Regions from separate parts of the Mus musculus genome. Here region 2 is linked to region 1. The links are chromatin contacts, called in public Micro-C maps. All regions are on one chromosome and are shown on one strand. Each heading gives the region's core, a stretch centred on a gene start, on an enhancer-like site or on the middle of the called end of the contact. The rest is flanking DNA. Distances are from core to core; before and after follow the strand shown. Region 1 holds the start of Kif13b (kinesin family member 13B). Region 2 holds the start of Ppp2r2a (protein phosphatase 2, regulatory subunit B, alpha).

Region 1 (2,834 bases), core at 330-2,829:
TCAAAAATAGGAAAGAAAGAGAAAGGAAGGAATACAAGGAACAGCTAGAAATCATTCAACGAATATCTCAAAACTCTGAGCATTAGTAACAGCCACTGTCAGAATTACAAGCATAGCAAATTAAAGACAGTAGCTTCCTCCCAGTAAGAGAAAACAAGGAAGAGTCCGGCTCTAACTATCTGTGCCAAACCCTGCTGTGGTGGCTGGTTAGAGGCCTCCTTCAGCACTGACATTTCCAAGGGTTTTGCAAAAAGGAAATTTTAAGAATGTGCTGAACCCTTCCTTTCCGAATCATTCCCAGATATGTCGGATTTCATTTGGCTGTTTTCTTTTTTTCTTTAGTTTTTTTTTAATCGCAGTAATGATCACAATGAGGTGAAGTGATCTAAAATAAAGATGTCTGGATACTCAAAAAATGGGAGAACTGAAAACTTTCAGACTTCTAAGCTACTCACTCTGTTTTGTGAGAACCTGGATGTTAGGAGGCAATGAGCTGAGAGCTTAAAAAGTTCCGTCTTCAGGGGAAAAGCTTGCCTCATAGACTTCAGCAGGTTCAAGTAGGCAAACCAACGACAAGAAAACAGAGACACCAAGTTCCCAAGGAACAACCAACCAGAGAAATCTTTGTTAACTTTTACACCTACTTACCTCAATACATACACAAAAGGGCAAGGAGACAGAAAAACTATTTCCTACACACTAGACTTTAAACACAGTAAAACAAACTAGAAACCTTGGAAAATGACTCCTGCACTTAATAATGGCTCTAGCTAGTCAGTAGTCTAAATCAATTAGCAGCAATTCCATCTCCCGGGAGCGCGGCAGCAACCTCAATAACAAGACTTGTCTAGAAAGTGTTTTCAAACACATCACCTCATTTTAAGTACCCTGCCCAGTCACCCTCTGGTGAAGCTACAGAGGCAAAAAGCAGCTACTCCCCGGATTCAAGTTGGGCTTCAGTCTTTCCAACTTGGATAGATGATTTACGTGTCCTGGGTTTATCTACTTTCTCTACCCTCCCTACAGACTTCAGAGCATGTCTGAAAGATACAATTTCCCAAGAATCTTGGCACTGAGACTATTTATTGTTGAGATGATGACTATCACTTCAAGCAAAAGGAAAAAAAGGAAACCTCTCGACAGTCATAAACCAGAAAAGAACTAAGAAGGCATGCATGTCCTTCCTTTTCTGCAAACAGCCACAAGGTGCAGGTTCAAGGGAGAACGTGGAAAATCGAAAAGTAGGGCTGTCCGCCCTAAGAGCTGCGTACACAGGAGGACTGCGAGGCCGGAGCTGCCCCAGGCCTGGAGAGCTCGGTGACAGCTGGCGGGGCGGAGGGCTGAGGGCCCGACCGCGCCGTCGAGGGCGCACGCGCGCTGAAGGGAGCCCGCCGAGACCCCCGGGACGCCGAAGCTCTACCACCACAGGCACCTGTCGCCCCCGGCCCGGGACAAGCGCTCACCTCGTCGGTTCATTGGCCGGACCCGTACCGCCACTTTCACTTTGGAGTCTCCCATCGTGCTACCGCCGGGGTTCTCACTGCACCTCCGTCTACCTCGGCCACCGGACAAACTCTCCGAGGCCAACCCGGCGGGCGGGGGCTGTGGGGGAAAAGGGGGCGGGACCGACGAGGGGCGAGGACCGGTGCGTCCCGGGGCATGCTGGGATGTGTAGTTCCCACAAGTCAGGCCGAGGCGCTGGCGGGAAAATTCGCGCGCCGCTCTCTGGAACTTGTAGTCATCTGTCGCCGTTTTACAATTGTGCCGCTGTTCCTGTACCTCCCTCTCCTTTCTTTTCCTTCTCTTTCTTTACTTCTTCCTCTCTCTTCCTTCCTTCCTATCTGTTGCAGGATTTTCCCTGTCCATCCCGCAACACCTAACTTCTCTTTTGTGTGCGTGTGGAGAGTTTTCTGGACATTAAAATTAGCACTTTATGAATGGTAGGCAAGCGCTCTATCCTTGAGTTATATTCCCAGCCTTCCTTTTATTATTTTTTGAGATAATAAAAGTAGAGATAGTTTATTAAGAAAGAGAAAGCCAACTGGCCATGGTGTCACAGGCCTTTAACCCCAGCACTTGGGAAGCAAAAATAGGCTGATCGCTGTTGAGTTTGAGGCCAGTCTGGTCTATAGCATGAGATCCAGTATAGCCAGGAATATAAAGAGAAACCCTGTCTCAAAAAAAGAAAAAAGAAAAAGAAAGAAAGAAAAGGCACTTCTAAGAATAGGAATGGGCTAGTGAGCTGGGAAAATACATACACTGCCTTGTTGGTGCTGGGCCTTTCCCCTTCTGTGTAATGTACTTGTTATTTATTTATTTATTTATTGGATGTGTGTGTGTGTGTACACATGTGGGAGCATGTGTCAAAAGACAACTTTCAAGAGTCAGTTCTCTCCTTCTATCTACCCTGTGGGTCCTAGGGATGGAATTCAGTTATCTGGCTAGCAAGCCAGAACATTTACCCACTGAACCATCTCAATGGCCCTGTTTGGAGTTTTGTTATAGTTTTTCATTGGATGGGTGGGGTTTTTGGGGTTTGTTTTGTTTTGTTTTTTTACTTCTTTTTCTCTTCTTTTTTTATGTTTATGGATGTTTGCCTGAATGTATATCTGTATGCCTGTGCTGAATTCAGAAGAGGGCATCCGATCCCCTGGACCTAGAATTACAGAGAGTTGCGAGCCACCACATAGGGGCAGAGAATAGAGCCCAGTGAGCCAGCTCTCCAGCCCCTGTGCTTTGGGTTTTGATAGAGGTCCACATGAGTTGCTCAAATTAGCTTTTTACTTGCAATCTTCCTGTCTCACCCTCTCAAGTAGCTGGAATAACAGACCTGA
Region 2 (2,700 bases), core at 181-2,680, 2.4 Mb before region 1:
TCCTGTCTTTCTTTCTTTCTTTCTTTCTTTCTTTCTTTTTTTAACTGTTTTAAGATGAGTACATTGTTGTTGTCTTCAGGCACACCAGAAGAGGGAATCAGATCCCATTACTGATGGTTGTGAGCCACCATGTGGCTGCTGGGAATTGAACTCAGGACCTTTGGGAAAGCAGTCAGTGCTCTTAACCACTAGGCCATCTACCCAGCCCTCCTTCTGTCTTTCAAGACAGAGTTTCTTTGTGTGGACTTGGCTGTCCTGGAACTAGCTCTGTAGACCAGGCTGACCTCCAGAAATCTGCTTGCCTCTGCCTCCTTCCCCTCCCTCTCTCTAGGAGGAGAGCTTGGCACTACTAAGAAAGGGCATTTGACCTAGTTAAAGGTGAATAGGAAAGGGGGGGGGGAATGTCAGAGAGTCTGACTGGAAGAGGCTACATTTAAATGGATTTATTTTAATTTTTTGCATGTGTTTGATGTATGTATGTTAGGCAGAGTCTTCTATAGATAGCCCAGGCTAGCCTCAAACTCAGCTGTCCTTGAACTCTAGAACCTCTTAAATGAATACAAGCGCTGTTGAGATTATAGGAATGTGTCACCACGGCCAGAAGAACATATCTTCCTCTTCCTCCTCCTCCTCTTTTTCCTCCTCCTCCTCCTCCTCCTTCTCCTCCTTCTTCTTCTTCTTCTTTTGGTTTTTCAAGACAGGGTTTCTCTGTGTAGCCCCGGCTACCCTGGAACTCACTCTGTAGACCAGGCTGGCCTTGAACTCAGAAATCCGCCTGCCTCTGCCTCTCAAGTGCTGGGATTAAAGGTGTATGCCACCACTGCCCAGCAGAACATACCTTCTTAATCATTGATTTTACCACTTTTATCTGAAAAGACCTTGGCTACTTTTTGCGGCATTCACAACATCCAATTTCTGTGGCGAGCTATTCTTAACTGCTCGCAGTAGCCAAGGGCTCTAGTCCATGGGAAGGTAACCTAATTCACCCAGATGGAACCAGTCCAGTTGTGTCCTTCTGGGCTCAGTGAACTCTCACCTTGGGCAGGCAGTGGCAAGTATGCATCACTCTCCCTTAATTTTGGTGCCTCCGGGGCTCACCCACAGGGTCACTGGAGCAACAAAAGGGGTATTCTCTCGAGAGGGCCAGCTCACCATGTGGTTGAGCATAAGTGAACATATGAGGCCATCCCAAAGTTCCGGCCTTGGCTCTACGGCTTGGGACAGTGAGAGGTGCAGACAGGCCAGGCCTTGGCCACTTGGGCACCGCGGCTTGGCACATCCAGCCCACAGCCACAGCAAACTAAGTGCAGCTCTAGCTCTGTACAGGGACCTTCTCAAGGATCCTAGCGGGCGGGGCGGGGCGAAAGCAAGACAAGAAGGAGGCGTGGCTAACACAGCACGACCCGCCCCAAAGACGCTCCGCCCCCTCAAGTGACGTCACCGGCCAGCCAGCGGGCGCCATTTTGAAAGTGGAGTCGCCTGTCCCTGCCGCCGCGGCCGCCGTCGCTGTCCTAGCCGCCGCTGCCGCCGCCACTACTACCGCCGCCGCCGCCGCTACTGCCGCCGCTGCCGTCTCCACCGCGAGAGAAGGAGCACGAGACGGGACGCCCCTGAGTGAACGCCACCATCCTGCCGACCGCTCCACCCGGGCCGCTTCCTTTCCGCCCCGGTCCCGGTCCCCTCCCCCCTCAGGTGCCATCCGCCTCCATCCGCGCCCTCGATCCCCCCATCCCCAGGTGTGGGGGCTGAGCCCCGGTCGCGGAGACCCCGACGAGCCCGGCAGGGTCACCATTTGCAGCGCGACATGGCAGGTAAAGAAGAAACGGCCCTTGGGCGGCTGACAGGGTGCCGTGCCGCTTCCTCTGCGCGCTCTCCGTCACCCCCTAGCGACCGTGGTGGCGGGGCCTCGGCCTGGGGCGCTGGCCGAGTGTGGGGCGGGCGGGCGGGCCTGGCACTGAGCTGGGACTGTGGGGCCTGGAGGCCGGGCCCGGGGCCTGGCACTACAGGAACACGGCACGGGTGCGTTGGGGGTGGGAGACGGCGTGGGTGGGGCGGGTGCAGGCGTGCAGATGGGTCCCCTCTGCACCCTGCTCCCTCCGCTCTTCCTTACATATTCATTCCTCTTCCCGGTCTACTGAGAACCTTTCTGTAGAAATGTATTCTGGACCGATAAGAAGGAAGACAGCTTTGCAAGTTAAAATACAATGGAGGCATACCCCCACCCCCCCAACTCACGGTCACCCCCCCCCCAACCCCCAGCACCACACAAACATTAATGGGGTAGGTCAGGTTTTGAGGGTGTAAGCCTGAATTTCGTTTTCGATTTTGCTCCCTTCCCGTGTCTTATTTTTTTGCCACTCACGAATGCTAAGCCTTTAATAGAAGTTGCAAGGATTGGGGTGGGGGCTGGGTGGGAGAGAAAGGTAATTTAAACTTTGCATTTTGCACGGTAGCGTTTGGGCAGATGTCCTTTTCCCAGAAGGGTTTCTTGGAGTTAAAATAGTTGTGGAGTTCGCCGATATAAATAGCCAAAGGGAGAGGGATTTTATAAAACCTTGCTGAGGGGGGACGGGGGGGGTGCGGGGGGAGAAAGCCTGATTGAGAATAATTTAGCAAGGAATGGGTAAAGGAAAAGCGAGGTTTAATGTCGTTTGAGAGTCGGTTATCTTTGTACAATTTAGTCTTGAAGCCCTTCCTCTC

The links. A called contact is a pair of places that touch in the nucleus more often than the background predicts.
Region 2: a contact with region 1 is called in a Micro-C map of embryonic stem cells, with 7 times the contacts expected there. The contact joins the promoter of Ppp2r2a here to the promoter of Kif13b in region 1. A contact is called at or near these places in 2 of 39 promoter capture datasets (liver and pre-B cells) and 1 of 484 Hi-C or Micro-C datasets (embryonic stem cells).

What each region holds. Positions count from the first base shown.
Region 1 is chr14:64,651,286-64,654,119 of GRCm38.p6, reverse strand. Kif13b (kinesin family member 13B) reads right to left here and starts at 1,579. Exons shown (of 40, transcript NM_001081177.2): 1 at 1,464-1,579. The coding sequence starts at 1,518.
Region 2 is chr14:67,071,201-67,073,900 of GRCm38.p6, reverse strand. It overlaps Ppp2r2a (protein phosphatase 2, regulatory subunit B, alpha), which reads left to right and starts at 1,430. Exons shown (of 10, transcript NM_028032.3): 1 at 1,430-1,811. The coding sequence starts at 1,805.